Regions from separate parts of the Anas platyrhynchos genome. Here region 2 is linked to region 1. The links are chromatin contacts, called in public Hi-C maps. All regions are on one chromosome and are shown on one strand. Each heading gives the region's core, a stretch centred on a gene start, on an enhancer-like site or on the middle of the called end of the contact. The rest is flanking DNA. Distances are from core to core; before and after follow the strand shown.

Evidence for each region. A called contact is a pair of places that touch in the nucleus more often than the background predicts.
Region 2: a Hi-C map of liver shows a contact between it and region 1, with 5 times the contacts expected there. The contact joins two enhancer-like sites. A contact is called at or near these places in 2 of 8 Hi-C or Micro-C datasets (F5 follicle and liver).

What each region holds. Positions count from the first base shown.
Region 1 is chr6:27,721,424-27,729,084 of IASCAAS_PekinDuck_T2T, forward strand. It overlaps SLF2 (SMC5-SMC6 complex localization factor 2), which reads right to left. Exons shown (of 20, transcript XM_072039730.1): 20 at 6,186-7,661. Among named protein-coding and RNA genes, the nearest start is that of SEMA4G, 5.6 kb to the left of the region's middle. Within about 2 kb of position 3,113, at least 7 of the 8 cell types and tissues checked have an H3K27ac peak or open chromatin away from gene starts, as enhancers often do.
Region 2 is chr6:27,763,049-27,770,709 of IASCAAS_PekinDuck_T2T, forward strand. No RefSeq gene overlaps it. Among named protein-coding and RNA genes, the nearest start is that of SLF2, 8.6 kb to the left of the region's middle. Within about 2 kb of position 4,548, at least 3 of the 8 cell types and tissues checked have an H3K27ac peak or open chromatin away from gene starts, as enhancers often do.

The sequences.
Region 1 (7,661 bases), core at 1,863-4,362:
AGACAGCCCCAGCGCCTCGATGCCTTGCAGCTGGGCTCTCCCCATCACACGCACGGAGCCCCAAATTCGCCTCCTTTGGCCCCAAACCCGCCTCGCCCTCGCCCCGAGCGGGAGCAGAAGACACAACCCCCAGCCTGGGGATTTGGCTGGCTGCCGCCGCGAGTTACAAAACCTCCTCGCTCGGGGATTTATGAAACCCGCAAAGCCCCGCGCTCCAACCACGCCAGCACACCCCGTGCCTGCTGCCTCCCGGCCCCTTGATTTTGGGGTTTCCTCTCCCTCTTTGCCCCCATCCTTCCAGCAGCATTCGGGACTTCCCAGCCCGGCTTTTCTACAGGAAACCATGGGTAATCCCTGCCAAATGCCCCGCATGGGCCCTGGGGTAAATGCCCCAGGGGGCAGAGGGCACGGGGATCCTTTTCCCTTGAAGCCGCTGAGCAAACTTTCCCAACCCCTCTTCCTTCTGCGGGCTGGGAGCCAGCGAGGAAAATTACAATTGCTGAGGGATTTGTCTGAGAAAGTTGCGACGTGCCAGGAGGCAGCGGCACGGCCCCTGCTGCCTCAGCGCCAGCTCAGGGCTGGGTTTCTTGTAGGGCCGGGACTTTTCTCTCCCCCGAGCCCGGCTAACCCCATCTGCACTGCGAGGGAAGGGTGGCACAGTAAATAACCTGCCAGCAGCACCGGCAGCCGAAGCCGAGCTCGTCCATCACTCTCATGGCTTCCCTTCGTCTCTGACACTTTGAGAGGGGCGAGGGGGCAGGGGAAGGCGAGGAACCTCCAAAATTTATCAGCTGGGGTTTAAAAATACAGCCCCGAGCAGCGCCATGCCTGCCTCTGGAGGAGGGATTTGGGAGACCTGCGTGGCTGCGTGGCAAACGGTGTCCCCGTGGGGATGGCTTGGCCAGGCAGGGTTATCGGTGCTGTGCAGGACAGGGCTGCTGTGAAATTAAAGGTAGGGGCAACAAAATACCTGTTAACATCCCTCCAGCCCTAAATAACAGCAGCCCTAACACAGTCAGGAAGAAGCACGATGATGTCTGAGTCCTTGGCCTTCAAGGCCAGACTCTGCCTCAGTGGGGTGCCAGGGAACGAGCGGCTGAGAAATGCTGCCCCATCCCGACAAGCATTTAAAACCAATTTAGGCTGAGTGACAACGATGCTCAAAGCAAGAATTTCTCTGCTGAGACAAAAATGAGCTATTTCGGTCTCGCCTTTGCTTTTAGTTTTCCTTTAAAGTCGGGAGGGCTGGCAAATAAATGCTGAGCAGGCAGCCTTCCCGGCACGGCCCCGAGCTCCCACCCTGCGTTGGGGAGATGCTGAGTGCACCAGGACGCTCCCCAGGGCCACCGCCGCATCCCCGCGCCGTGCAGCAGCGCCGAGGGCGATGGTTTTGCCATGGAAACATCTCCCTCCTAACAACACAGCCATCAGCACGTGTCCCAAAAGCAGCCCGGCTTTCATTCCGTGCTGATTTTTGCTTCCAGCCGAGGAACGCTGCAGCCTCACCCTCCCCATGCTTTCGTTTTATTTTTAAAGTTGGGGGTTAACCCATCAAAAGCACAGCATGGGCCCGAGGCTCCTCTCACGTCACCTCGTGGGCTCTTTAGACACGGGTGATGTTTCCAATGCCCGGTGTTAAATGTTGGAGGTGGAACATGCAACTCCCCAGCCTGGCTCTGCAGCTCAAAACCAGTGAAATTTCTCTGCAGCCTTCACTAATTGATTTGTTTCTGACTGGTACCTCCGCCCAGGACTGTCCAACCAAGTTAATGTATTCCAAAGCTGGATTATTTTTTTTTTTCCCCTTACGTAACCAGATTTTGGGAAGTTGCACTGAGACGCCTCACAAACAGTTTTTTGTCCTGGGGTGTTTTCAGAGCGGGCAGCACTCACGGCGCATCTCCTATTACGTGACGGGGCAAACGGGGCCCGCAGGAGTCAGCCGAATTCCTTTGATTCATGTTCCTGCGTATCCGCACAGCTCATTTACCTTTATAAACAAAACAAAAAGGCAGAGAAGAGAAGAGGAGGGAGCTATTAAGCAGGACGGTGGCAAAGCCAGCAGGGCGCACGCCGGAGGGCCGGCTTAATGAGCTCCACGTTCCCTCCCCGGCTGTCTGGAGCCAGCGCCGCTGTCCCAGCAGGGCTGACGCTGTCCCCACAGGCACCCCGCAGCCATAGCTGCTGCCACCAGCCCCAAACGGGACGCTGGGGGGGGCTGTGGGGCTCCAGCCCCCGGTGCCACCATCTCCACTGGTGTGCGAGGAGCGTGTGGGGTCCCCCTCCTACCTGGCTATGGCCACGCTTCAGGGAAGGCACGAAATAGGAAGGCACAAAACAGGAAAGCATCGATTCTGCATCGCAAGCCAAAGCTGATTCATGTGCCCCCCCTGCCCGCAACGTCCCCAGCGCCTCCCCTGCAAGGACACTGCCACGCGAGGCACCCGTCACCGCTGTTTATTCCCCTCGTTTCTGACCCGCGGGGTAAGAAGCAGATCGGGGCGCTGCGGGCGCGGAACGAGCGGCTTTGGAGGTCACATCGGGGCGTAGAGCCCCATTAGGAACCACAGCACGACGCGTGAATAATGCTCCCTTTCTTCCAGCACGCACCTCAACGCCCTTTAAATAAAGGTAAATGGTTATTTACGGACTGGGCACGGATGACACATCTGCTCGGGAGCACGGCCCTACAACGGGGCTGGAGCAGTGAGTGTGCTCACCGCAGCGCTGATAGGATTAGGGATTGCCCAAGGGATCCCGGGCAGAAGAACAGCGGGGAGATCGCTGTAAATCCTACACGCGTGCATTTACGTGCTGCCCGCTAGCCGAGAGCCGCAGAGGAGCCGTCCCTCTCCTGCCACAGAGGGGCAGGAAGGATTTCCAAGGGCTCCAAGGCTGGGAAGGGCCCTTCAGGAGCCAAGCGGCTCGTTTCTGGAAAGCAGCAAACAGCCCAGCCTTGGCGGCCTTCCTTAAATCCTTTCAGCAAATAACTGCAGCGACTGCCAAAAGTTGTCTGATAACGCAAAGGCAGGGAGGGACAGCGAGCCCTCCTCTCCCAGGCCCGCTGAGCTCCCTTTTGTCTTTGCAAGCACAAAAGCCACGCTCTGGGCTGGAGCAGGGCGAGGTTGCCCCCAAGAGGCAAATCCGACACAGCAAGCAGAGGGAAAAACACCGAGTTCTGCCCCAAAGATAGCGCCTTGCCCTTCTTCCTGCTCCACTAGCTGCCAACAGCTACTGGATGGGGTGGGAGGGGAGGAGGTGGCTTTTGGTGGGTGGCTGCTTGGCTTTACCACGTCCTGCTGGAGATCTTGAACCGTACAATGTTTCTTCAAGTCTTTCTTGCAATGTCATTAAGGACCCAAACAAAACAAAAAAAAAAAACAAAAAAGGACACTGGGTTTTCCTCAGCCACGTGAGAACTGGTCACACAGACCTCCCGAGGGCTGGCGTGTGACAGCTCTGACAGCGACTTCTCTCAGGAGCAGGAGAGAGACAATCGGGAACGTGACACTTTGGGAACTGAGACGGCGTGACACAAAACCCCTCGCTTCACCCCTAACATAAAAAAAAAACAAAGGCCCAGCACCTCGCACCAGAGCCCCAGGGCCTTGGGGGTGCAGGAAGAGGACAGACACGTGGGGATGCCTCCTGGCACCATCCCACTCCCTCCAGGGATCTGCAACTTGAAGCTTTCTCAGCCAGGGATGGCTGCTTTTTCTGTAGCCCCTGATGGGTTTTTCTGCCACGAAACACTTTTTGAACGTCTTGGCTTTCAGCATCCCCAGCATCCCGAGGCAAGAAGGTCCCCAGCTCTGCTTCCTTTACTTTACTTTGAGCCTTCACGCTAATAAAAGCACTACAGAGGCTGAAGCCAAATTACAGAGTGGCGTTGAATAACTCCTCTCTCTGCCCTTTTTTTTAGGCCATGTGATTGTAGAGCTCCCATCTCACCTTCCAGCAGCACGACTATTACCCACCGCCGAGCTGAACAGACGCAGCCTACTTAGAGCACGGCGCCTTGCTTTATTCCCACCCTAGGAGCACACACGTACGCAGGCTCCCTCCCGAAGGGCTAAGCCCAGAGGCTGATACACCCCGGCAAGGGCTGGAGCCACTCTCCGAGATCCCACAGCCAGCAGAGACGCGCCCCAGGTACTCACTGCGGGGTCCTCGCAGTCCTCCTGTGGCACGGCCCCGCTGGGCACAGCCCCACATCCCCGAGGAGCTCACCGCCGGCTCCGAACCACGAGTGGCATCTCCAGCACGGCTGCTCCTGCCAGGCTGACACAGCTCCTCGGCAAACAGCAGCTGCGAAAAGAAAAATACAGAATGAGGGCAAGGGAAAAAAAAAAAAAAAAAAGGGCTAATAAGAAGAGAAAGTCAGCCGGAATGAAAAACGCGCTGTGCTGCGCAAACTTCGCCGTGACGGTGCTGGAGCCCAGATGCTGGAGAAATAGGTTAGCACACGGGGGAGGGAGGAGGCAGTGCTCCATAAATGTGGAAGGGAACTGATACGCAGCGCAGCTCCTGCGTGGTCTCACCTGCCAGGCCTGTCCCCGCAGCCAGGGTTAGGGCAGGGGATGCAGATTCAGTTTCAGTGTCTACGAGCCTGACTGGTGCTGTCTGAAGAGCCCGCAGCTGCCCTGCGTGATTTACATCGCCTCTCTGAAAGCCTGCAGGGTGAATAAAGCACAGAACATAATGCCTAGCCATCCTCCTCTCCCCAGCACCGAGCCTGACAGCTTTCAGCTCTAATTTTTATTCCAACAGCAGCCTGGTGGTCAGCCTGCGGAAGAAATGGATCTCCTGCTACTGCCCGAGCTGCAAGAGCCAGGACTTTCATCTCCAAGCAGGCTTTGAGAAAGGAGAGCCAGAGACAGGTAGCCAAGCCCCAGAGCCTCTGAGCCAAGCCCCAGTTCCCAGCACTTGCCACCCTGGGGAAGGGCAGTGGCCTTCCAACCTCTCCAGGGCTCCCCCTGAGCTGGTGGCAAAGCCTGGGACACCTCGATGTCAGCCAAGGGAACACTTCCAGCTGTTCCATTTCCCTCCCTGTTACCGCCCCACATGGAACTGGGGGAGGCAGGGATGCTGGAGGAGACAAAATGTTATTCAGCAGGCTGAGAGAGGGGAGACAAAGAACTACAAGGCATCCAAAAGCTGCTTAAATGCCATGTGAAAATACATCTCCGCAGGCAGCACTTCCACCCAGCAAGCATGGGGACTGGCTTTCAGCACCCAGACCAAAATATCAAGGCAGGAAGATGGGAATGTTTTTCCTCTCTCACCACCCGGCGCTACTTTCGATACCCGATAACGCGTTCCCTTTCAACTTCCTTGCTGCCGGGATGAAGAAATGCTGGCTGAAAGCAGCAGGCAGACAAAACTAAAAGCACCTCGGTGAGGACAAGCCCTTCGAGGAATCGACTTTCTCTAGGAGCCTTCCCATCAGCAGCCCACGCCGCTCCCCAGCACTGAAAGGCCTTTTCAACACGAGATAAGGAGGGGCCCCCATCAGTTAAGCTGGCAAAACATCCACAAGGCAAAACACAAAGATATTTCACAGCCCGGGGGGGAAAAAAAATCACAACGTGAACGTCATTAGGAACGTCATTAAGAGCACGCAGATAATGTAAACCACCAGGAGCGGGCTAAATCCATCAGCCTGACCTCTCCAGGCAGCTCCTCATCCCCAATGTGTTCAACAAGGGCAGCGTACGGCCCTGCCAGCCCCTCAAAGCACAGGCACCTTTGATGAAGACAGAGCTTGGCTGTGCTCAGGAAGCTAACACCACAGCATCCACCTCCTATTATTAAAAATAAATAAATCCACATCAAAACGCCACCTCTGTAATCCTACCAGGTAGCAGCCCCTCCAGCTGCTCCACCAGTAAGAACAGCGTGCTTGTTCCACAGGCAGCTGCTTTTCCCAAAGCTGTCCTCGGCTTTGGGGACTTCAGAGAGTTCCTGCAGCCACTGCATCAATGAAGCAGCCGCGTGCTACTGACCTTCAGCCAGACCTGCCTGCGAGTCATTAATCACTTGTGAAATCCCCATCCATTACCAAGTTCCACAACACAACGGTGACAACGTGAAGTGTGCTGGCCGGTTTCTCCAACTTAGAAGCAAACTTTAAGCCACGCAGAGGCTTGTCAGAAGGAAAAAATAAAAAAGAAAAGCCACAAATGTATATTTTATAGGCAGCCTTTAATTTTTTGTCTGTGATTACTGCAATAAAGTGCATCTAATTGTCCGTGAAATGAGATAACATGGTTTTTAGTACAACCAACGTAATATCAAGATAAACCTCAGTGCAAAAACGCTTATCTGAAGACAACCAAAGCAGTTAAGACATTTACTGTGCAAACAGCCTTTTTCAATGCGTGTAGCTTCTGGCTGGGGGCCAGTAAATGAGTCAGCAAAACACAAAACAGCAGCAGGTTTGCTATTTCACTGCCGGTCCTGAAGCAGTACTCAGCTCGGCAGTCCCTTTTAAGACTCCGCAGCGATGCTTTGGGATCATCTCTGTAGGGACACCGGTGAGCTCCAACTCAGCCAACGTCTAGACTTCAGCAACTGGGGGATTATTACTCAGCTACAAAACAGATGGAAGCAAGTCCAGACAAAAGGGGGATGGGGGGAGAGAGGAGAAATGCCAGATTGTATACACAGACATTAAGCATGAAAACACAGAACTGGCTGAGCTGAGAACTACTTCAGGACTTTCTCCATTTATAGTAAGCTCATCAGCTGCGAACCTCTGAACTACAGTGTCTGCAGCAAGACCAAAATAGGACCTGCAGCCATTTTTTTGTGAAACAGTTGATGCATACACATTTTGCGCAGAGACGTTTAATTAGAAAACCACGTCTGGTTTTATTTTCCACGGGTCTATTAAATAGAAGTATGTATCAAAGTGGTTACTTTGTATGGGAAAAAAAAAAAAAAAAAAGCACAGCAGTTTCAATGTGTTCTGAACTGCAATACAAAAGAGGTGTCAATCTAGACCCCAACCCTTTCCTTCTTCAAAATATACAGGACTGCAAAGTCAACTTTACATGGTAAGAAAATATATACACGTTACATACAGGAAACATATTCTGTACTTTTTAAAACTTTATACAACATTAGAGAGAAAAAAATATAAACGTTAATAAAATCACATACAATATATTCAGCCTAGTAAGCAAATGCTACCAGAGGGAAGGCTGACACCACGAAAGACGAGCAGAGCAAAGGGTGGCACTGCCATACCACCACACCATTTTTTTTAGCCTGTAACAGTTCCATTGTCAAGGATACCCTTTGAGGTAGACTCATCCAATTCTTTAACAACACGGTGAGATTAAAAAAGGAATTTTTCTTCTCCCCTGAACAATGTCATACACGTAACTCTTGCTGTTAAGGTAAGTTGATTATTCTGTAAAGGGTACAGCTGCACAGACTCAGGCTAACTCGCTAACATTTGAAAGACAAAACACTGAATATGATTTGCAAATAAAATACCTTCCCTCTGAGTTGAGTCCAATCTAGAGCAGTTCTTTAACATGTAACATACATAAGTTTCATTTTTTTTTTGTTTGAATTTGATCCTTTTTTTTACATTTTTGTGAAGTCGTAGCAAGTCTATCATACAAGACAGGGTAATCTATAAAAATTGAAAA
Region 2 (7,661 bases), core at 3,298-5,797, 43 kb after region 1:
GACTCTCAGCTTTGTCACTGATACCAACGTGTCAACAAGGTTTGTGGAACAGCCTGTGAAGGGGCTGCTTCCTCCCACAGAGGCCCTGAGCCCCCTCACGCCTACAAAAAGCCATGGATCAGGACACACCTCATCCATCTGCCTGTCCCAGGAAGGCTGGTGCTCAGATAGCAATGCGGAGCAAAAAACGCTGGAGGTGTTATGCAGGGGAATACCAGCAGAAACCATTAACGGAGCAAGGGCTAGAAGAGCAGCCAAGAACATAACCGAAACAAGGTGAAACCTCGATAGGGGAGGTGTTTACAGCGTGAAGCCTGTGCTCTGATAAGGCCACAGCATGAACAAATCATCGATAGGGCTGTGCTCCAATAACAGCGGGACAGTAACAAGGTTGTGTCATCCTGTATGTGCCCGTGCTCTTCTTGCTGTCCCGGGGGGACAGACAGCTGTGGCCACGAGGATACTGAAAGTGAGACAAAAAAAAATGGGCAAGCTTGTCTGTGACTGATGGAGAAAGCAGCAAGATTCTTAGTAGGATTTAAAAAATAAATAAAAATAAAAATCACTGCAGGAAATATTAGACCTGTCCAAAAAACTGGTTCAAATCTGATCAAAAGCCAGGCTTAGGCTGATCAAGAGGAACCCAAAAGCAGCAGCAGCAAGGATTTGACAGCCAACATCTCATCATACCCTTCCTAAGGATTAAGATTATATTGTTATACAAATTTCTTACAGGCACAGGGCAGCAAGTGCAGCACACTCACCTTCCTTGTGTTATGTCTCTATCCATTCTGTAGGGTTATATTGTGTTGATTTCTGAACTTTGAAAGTGGTTTGAGGCACACGTGCTAGCTGGAGGCTCATTCAGTGGAAGTTACGTGTAAATATGAAGACCAACGTGTGTAAATGTGAAGACCTCTTGGCAATCAGGCAGCTACATGCAGCACAGCACATCAGGCCCTGAGCTGAGGCGAGCTGGCGTAACACAAAATAAACCTTGGGAAGGGCGTGTGTGACCCTCTGTAACCCTGCGTTGACATTTGAATCCTTAGAAGCTCCGTCTCTAGGTACAAGGTTGGTATTCCCAGCAGACCAGTTGAGTTTGGTTATTGGAGGGTCTTCGGTCATGAAACTGTTTGGAACTCAGCAAGGCATCGGGTGATAGTCCCGGTTTACAATTATCTTGTTTAATTATTAACGTAGCTCTTCTATGACAAGAGAATTAAGTCATAGAGGATTTTACTCAAAAATTTCATTTTCACATAACAGCTTTGAGTAAGTTTTTTTATTATGTGAGGAATGACACTGCGCGAACTCACCTGGAAAGCATTTCCTGTGTTAAAACAGAAAATATTGGGGTTGAGTCATACAACGCATGACATTCAGCCCCATTAAATGGCCCACGAAGGGTAAGAAATGGTTCTTTTATATTATTCTCACACTCAGCTCAGCTGGGCCAAATGACTTCCCTTTAATTCCTTCTCATGGCGAGGAGTAGCTCATAAAGATAAGGCTGCAATCAGCCCCGTCGGTGCCACTGGCTGGCTTTGTTTCCTTGCCTCCAAAGAGCCACAGCAGCCGTGGCCCTTTGGAGGCAAGGAAACAAAGCCAGGCAAGCAGTGGCCTTTTGCTTTTCTCTTGGCCTGAGGCTTCGGTGGCAGCGTGATGGCACAGGTGGCACTGCTGTGACATCCCACCCAGCCCTAGCCATGCTAGGATCTGCACCAAACCACACGGCCCTACAGCAAGCGGACTGCAAGCTGGAAGTAACCCAGAGGCTGCAAAAACTTTCAACAGGGTCAGGTCCCTGACCTGCCGCGCTACAGGGCTGCAGGAACATGAGCTGGAGAGGGAAGGCAAAAAAATGCTGCTGGAAAAGGGCTGAAATCTGCAGGAATGGCTTTTTTCCCAGCAGCAAAAGCACCAAATCCCAGCTTTTTCAGGAGAAAAAAAAATCTGAAATAATTAATTACCGTACCCCACATCCTGAAAAGAAAAATTGTGCTATACCAGAGAGCATTTTAATTCCTCCTGATATCCATAACAGGAACTAATGTTTAGGATTTCAGCCAGACAAAAAAAAAAAAAAAAAAAAAAAAAGGGGGGGGGGGAAAGCAGTGCCAGTGGTTAACTGATAAAACAAACTATCTGGAAAAATGTTGCTCATTTCCTGATGTCTTCGGATCTGTCTTGTTGAAAATACGTTCTCGAGCATAAATCATGGTTAATTTCAAGAGAAGCATGAAGAAAATGCACGGCCTGTGAGTGGGCCAGGGGTCCCACTTAGACCATCACACCCAGCAATAAGAGGTCATTTTTGACAGAAAAGGAATAACTTTGCCTCTCCTTTCCTGCTCAGTGACACCCTGCCACCAACATTCACCCTTTGGGACCACGGCGGTCTCTCAAAGAGCCTTAGCAAAATCCTTTTATCACAGGAGGATCCTCGCCTTGCTGGTGCAGGCCAACAGCATTTGTAGATGTGCTCAAAGGCAGGAGAAGGGATCCCAAAAAGGAGGCTTTCAAAAGGCACAACTTGGTTTTCATCTTTCTTGTCCCAAATTTACCTGCAGTGACCCAACACAACCAGGTATTGATTGGGTTTTCTTTCCAGAAAAGTTTAACACTGCTGAGAGAAAGCAATTCAGCTCCAGAGTGTCTTTGCAAAGGTAGCAGCTCTCGGGATTTATTTCCATGCCACGAGACGCAGAGATGCTAATCCTGAGGGTTCGGCGTGCAAGAAGCAGCCTGGGAAGCGCCTGACCTCCTGTTCCCAATTAGAGTCTCCTGCAACGTAGATCAGAGGACAACTTCTTAATCTGGGCTGAAATTGAAAGCTTGGGTTTTCCGAGGGAAATAAACGTGATTATCCTGCCTGATCTGATATAAAGCAAATCAGATTTCGGGTTCCTTCTGAACTCCTCCACGAGCCGGTGCTGATGGAGCAGTGAAGCTGAAGGGCCCCTCCTGCTGCGGGAGCGCAGCCTCCCGAGCTGCCTTTTCCTTCCCTTGCCTTTGCTTTATCAGCACGCCAAGCAATACCTGCACAATATCTCTTATCCTAACGAGTTCACGCCGTTTTCCCCACACCCAGTGCACACCAGGTGCTTGTCCCAGCGCTGAGGGCAGGGGCAGGCTCCACGGGGAGCGTTTCCATCCCCTGCTGTCAGCAGGGCAGGGCAGGGAGATGACTCAAACACCCCACACACCTCGAGGTACGGGAAGGAAAATGGAAATGCCAAACATCCACGGCCAGGGACAGCGCCTGGTGGGGCACCGGGCTGCCCCAAAAACACGCTCAGGATGAATCAAGCTCAAGCTTGCGAATACGGGCTCGTATGTGGGATCTGGAGATGTGTCTCAGCGTGCTCAGACTTTAGAGGGGTGGAAGGAGAATCACGGCTGGTCCTACAGTGAAAGGGACGCCCATTTCTCAGCAGCCTTCCTGGGGCAAGTGCTGTGCCACTGCAGCCCCCGAGGGCTCAGGGAACAGGGCACAGCCCAAATTTGCCTCTTTCTGCTGTGCAAATTTGCTCAGGCAGCAGCAGAGCTTGGGAAAAACATAATTAAAGTGATAAAAAAAAATAAAATATTGGTCATGCAGAGGGTAAATGCCAATTCTGCAAAGTTCCCAGCTCTCTCCAGGTAACCCAGCCCCTGCCAGACCCATCAGCATCCCCAGCTGCTTGGTTGGAGTCTGACAGCAAGAGCAGGAGCATGCAGCCCTCTAGTGCCTGCTCCCAGCCACGCTTCTCGTGTCCCCACAGAGCCACCACTGCTCCACGTCCCCCATATCCTCCCTTCCATCCTATCCTGCTGCTCCTGGAGGGTTTCTGAAGGTTTCTGAAGGCCCCATGGCACGGCACGGGGAGGGAAGCAGCAGGGTGGTGCAGGGGGGCTGCCTGCAGTGTCCTTTATCTGCTGGCAGCGGGTGCCTGCAACGTGCCCTTCCCATCACTGCCAGATCCTAAAGAGCCCAGACCCCATCCCTGATGCCATGGGGCTGCCCCAGAGCACTGCTGCTGGCTGGGATGGGCTTGGCCACCCCACGGGCTGCTCCCCCCGTGCCCCCTCCTGCAGCAGACCTGCCCGGGGAGCTCTGGAGGCCCACGCTCGGAGCATTTTCCTTCCCCACATGGGTGATTCAGCTCGCTTTCCTCTCCAAACAGTGGGTGGACCCCGGCTGGATTTCCGGGAGCGACGCCGTGCCGATTCCCAGCCTGGGGATTTGCAGCCCTGCACCTCGCAGCACCTGCACGATGCAGTCCCCGCACCCCTGCACGATGCTGACAGGGGTACAGAGGGCGACGAGCCCCCTGCGAGCCCCGATTCGGGTGGCAGGGTGTGGGTATGATGCTGTGCTCCCCAGTGTAGGGACACCCGCTGCCCACCCTACACTTGGCAGAAGCCTCCTGGCACGTGTAACGTGGTCCCAAATCCAACTGGGGGCCAAAAGTGGGGGTGATTGGGGTGAGGGATCCCCTTGTGCCCCCTGTCCCAGAGGCAAAACCCTCTCGGATTTGCCGCTAGAGGGGGGTGCAGGAGCTTGGAGCTGCTGCATGGGGCGAGTCCCCACATCTGGACCCATCCCAGGCCCCATCCTGCTCCAGCCATGCACACGAGGCTGGCAGGAGCACGGCTTTGACCATCGGGGGGTTTACATTTCGGGGAAACACCAGCCCTGGGCGCAGAGCGTGGGGAAGCAGCAGCACGATGGCGCAATCCTTCCCAGCACCAGCCGGGCTTTTTGGGGGCCGCAGCAAGGGGGCTGGAGGTGGGGGTTCACCAAGCTCACCCTGCTCCCCAAGACATTTCTGGGGGCGAGCCCACCTCGCAGGCTGCCACCCCGAGTCCTATCATTAACCCTAAGCCACCCCTGGGCCGGGAGGCTCCTTTTGGGGCGCATCCCCCTGGGGTTCCAGGGTCCCCCCTTGGTGCCGTTTCCTCTCCAAGCAGCGCCTTCCCCCAGCTCTCCGCACGCCTTCGCTCTCGCTTCTGCTTCTTTGGCCACCAGGAAACCTTCCTGCCGTGCGATGGACACCCGCCAGGGATGCTGGCAGACGATGCTGAGCGTGACCGTCCCCGGGGAGGGCTCGGGGGGACCTTGCCCGGACACGGAGCTCTCCGAGGAGTGACTCAGCCCTGCGGTTTTCCCCCAGTTCATCCCCAATTGTTCCTTTTTTTTCCCTTTTCCTCCCCGCTGCAAGGGGCACGGGGAGGGCTGCCAGTATGTGTGGAGCGGGGCTGGAGGGGAAACAGGAACCTTGAGGGGAAAAACAACCCGAGAAACTCCCTTCCCCCCGCCCTGCCCTGCTTCCTCCGCTGCTGCAGGCATGCGGGGACGGCTCCATGGCTCCAAAGTCCCCTCTGTGTCCCCTGTTTGTCTCCGTTTCTCCCCACTCCTGGGGATTCAGGAAACGTCACCCAGCTTTTATCCGTGTGGCCGAGGGGAAAAAGGTCCCAAAGGAAATCTGTCACGGGGTAAAACAGCTCGCCAGGCAGCGGGCTGTGAGCAGCAGGCTGCAAATCAGGCACCTGCTGAGTCCAAACTGCCCCTGGCTCACTGCATCCCTCGCCCCAAAGGGCAGGATGAAAGATGTTTTCGCCTCTGTGGGATTCTCTGGTGTCTGCTTTGGGGCTGAGCTCCATCCCACCAGGGGTTTTGGCTGGCCTCAGGAGGAGGGAGCAGGTCTTGGGTCTTGTCCCCCTGCACAACGCCCGCCTCGACCTGCTGGAGGTTGCCTTTGCTCGGAAAATGGGAGAAATCGAGGTTCACAAAGTTCCCATCCAGCCTTATCCCCGCTGTGAAGGAGGCATGGGGCTGAGACCACGCAGAGCCGGGGCTCGGAGACCACATTGGGTCCCCAAATCATTGCTGCTGGCCGCTTTGGGCACCGCACGATAAACCCGTGGGCTGCAGCCCGAGTGCTCATCACGCGCTCGGGGCGCAGATAAACCAGCTCGGTAATCTCATCCCCGCAGCCTTCCGGGCGCTTCCTGCCCCCCAAAAACACCCGACAGCCCCCAGAAGATGAAAACACCGGGCAAATATTGCCTAAACACCCGTGTGGCTCCGCGGGGAGCAGCAGGACATGCCCCTCATGCCCCCCAGCCTCTCCTTTCCAACCCGCGGGTGGAGAGGAGCCCCGGGGGACCTGACGTCAGTTCTGAGCAGAACAATGCTCGGGCATGGGGCGGCCAGAGGGGGACAGGACAGGAACAGGACGCCGGGCAACGTGACCGGGTGGAAAAGCCACCCCACCAGGCCCGTGCGCTCGCCCTGCCTGGGCATCTGCCTGGCCGCGGTGCTTTACGCGTCCCGGAGAGGTGCTGAGGGGATGCTGCAGGGTTAAAAGCGCAGGGACCCGCAGGCTGAGGACGGACACCGCTCATCACAGTTGTGGGTGATGTGGATATCAGCCCCAGCACCATGCAGCAAGCTCCTGGAGGCTCCTGGGGGCCCCCATCCCGGGACCCCCTTCCCGGGGGGGGGGGGTGCGAGCTCCCGGAGGCTGCGTCCCTGGCACGGGGATGCCGGTCGCTCCCTCCCACGGCTTCCCCTTTTCTCAGAAAGCCTGGAAACCAAAGGTGAAAGAAGTGGGTGGAAACCCTGCACGCCGCCGTCCAGGAAGAGAAGTGAGTAAGTCGGCGGCGATATTTAGAGTGCCTCCGCTCGCAGGCGGCACAGACGGAGCCGGGGCAGGAGCTGAGGGTGAGTGCGGGGGTCCCTGCCGGGGCCGGGGAGTGGGGGGTGCCAGTGTGGCCGGGTGAGGGGGGGTGTCCCTGCTGCTGCTGTCCCCAGGGAGCCAAAGCATGGATGTGCTGAGGTTTCACCCCCGGGCACAGCCCCATGGGTGCGAGCATCTCCAGCCCAGCCTCGGTTTTATCGGTATTTTTTTGGGTGAGCTGCGAAAGCGGACCCGTCCTGCTGATATTTTCACTTGGGATGGGGGCTGTGTGTAACTATTTCTGCAGGCTTCCTGGGAAGACAAAGCCAGGCAGGCTGGATGAACGCCCACGAGACACCGCTGCCCGGCCCTGGGCACGTCCTGTCTAATCAGTAGCTCCCGTGCTAATTAGCTGGCAGTGCCAAAACCGGGGCGTTGCTTCTTCCTTAACCCCCGCAGAGCAATAAACCTTGCAAGCGAGGGGAAACAGCCGAAGCCTGGAGTTTGCACCTCAGCCCCTGCAGGCTTCCCATTTCGCCCAGGTCAGACTGACCCGGGACCTTCGGGAGATGGGCACCCAAGGGCAGGACCCCAAAAAGAGCTTTCCTGGAGCTGGCCCTGCTCCATCCGGGCGTGCAGGGGGACAGGGCACAGCAGGGCACGTGCCAGGCTGCCCCTGCGCTGTCCCGCACGGCCCCTGCACCCGTCACCTCCCTGGGGCCACGCAGCAAGGGAAGGGGACACCGCCCCGGGCACCACGGGGGCATTGGGGTTAAGCCCTCTGCTTGAGGCTCTTCCCCTTTCTGAGAAGAGCAGGATGTGGAGGAAGGCTGGGGAAGGCTTTTCCTTTTGGTTCCTGGAAGCTGAGCTGCTTGGGGCGGCCAAGGGCTGAGGGCGGGTGGCCGGCACTTTGGGGAGCAGCATCCTGCAGCCCTTTGGGGGAAACACATCGGAGAGGAGTTTTACAGCATGGGAATGAAAGCAGAAAGGATT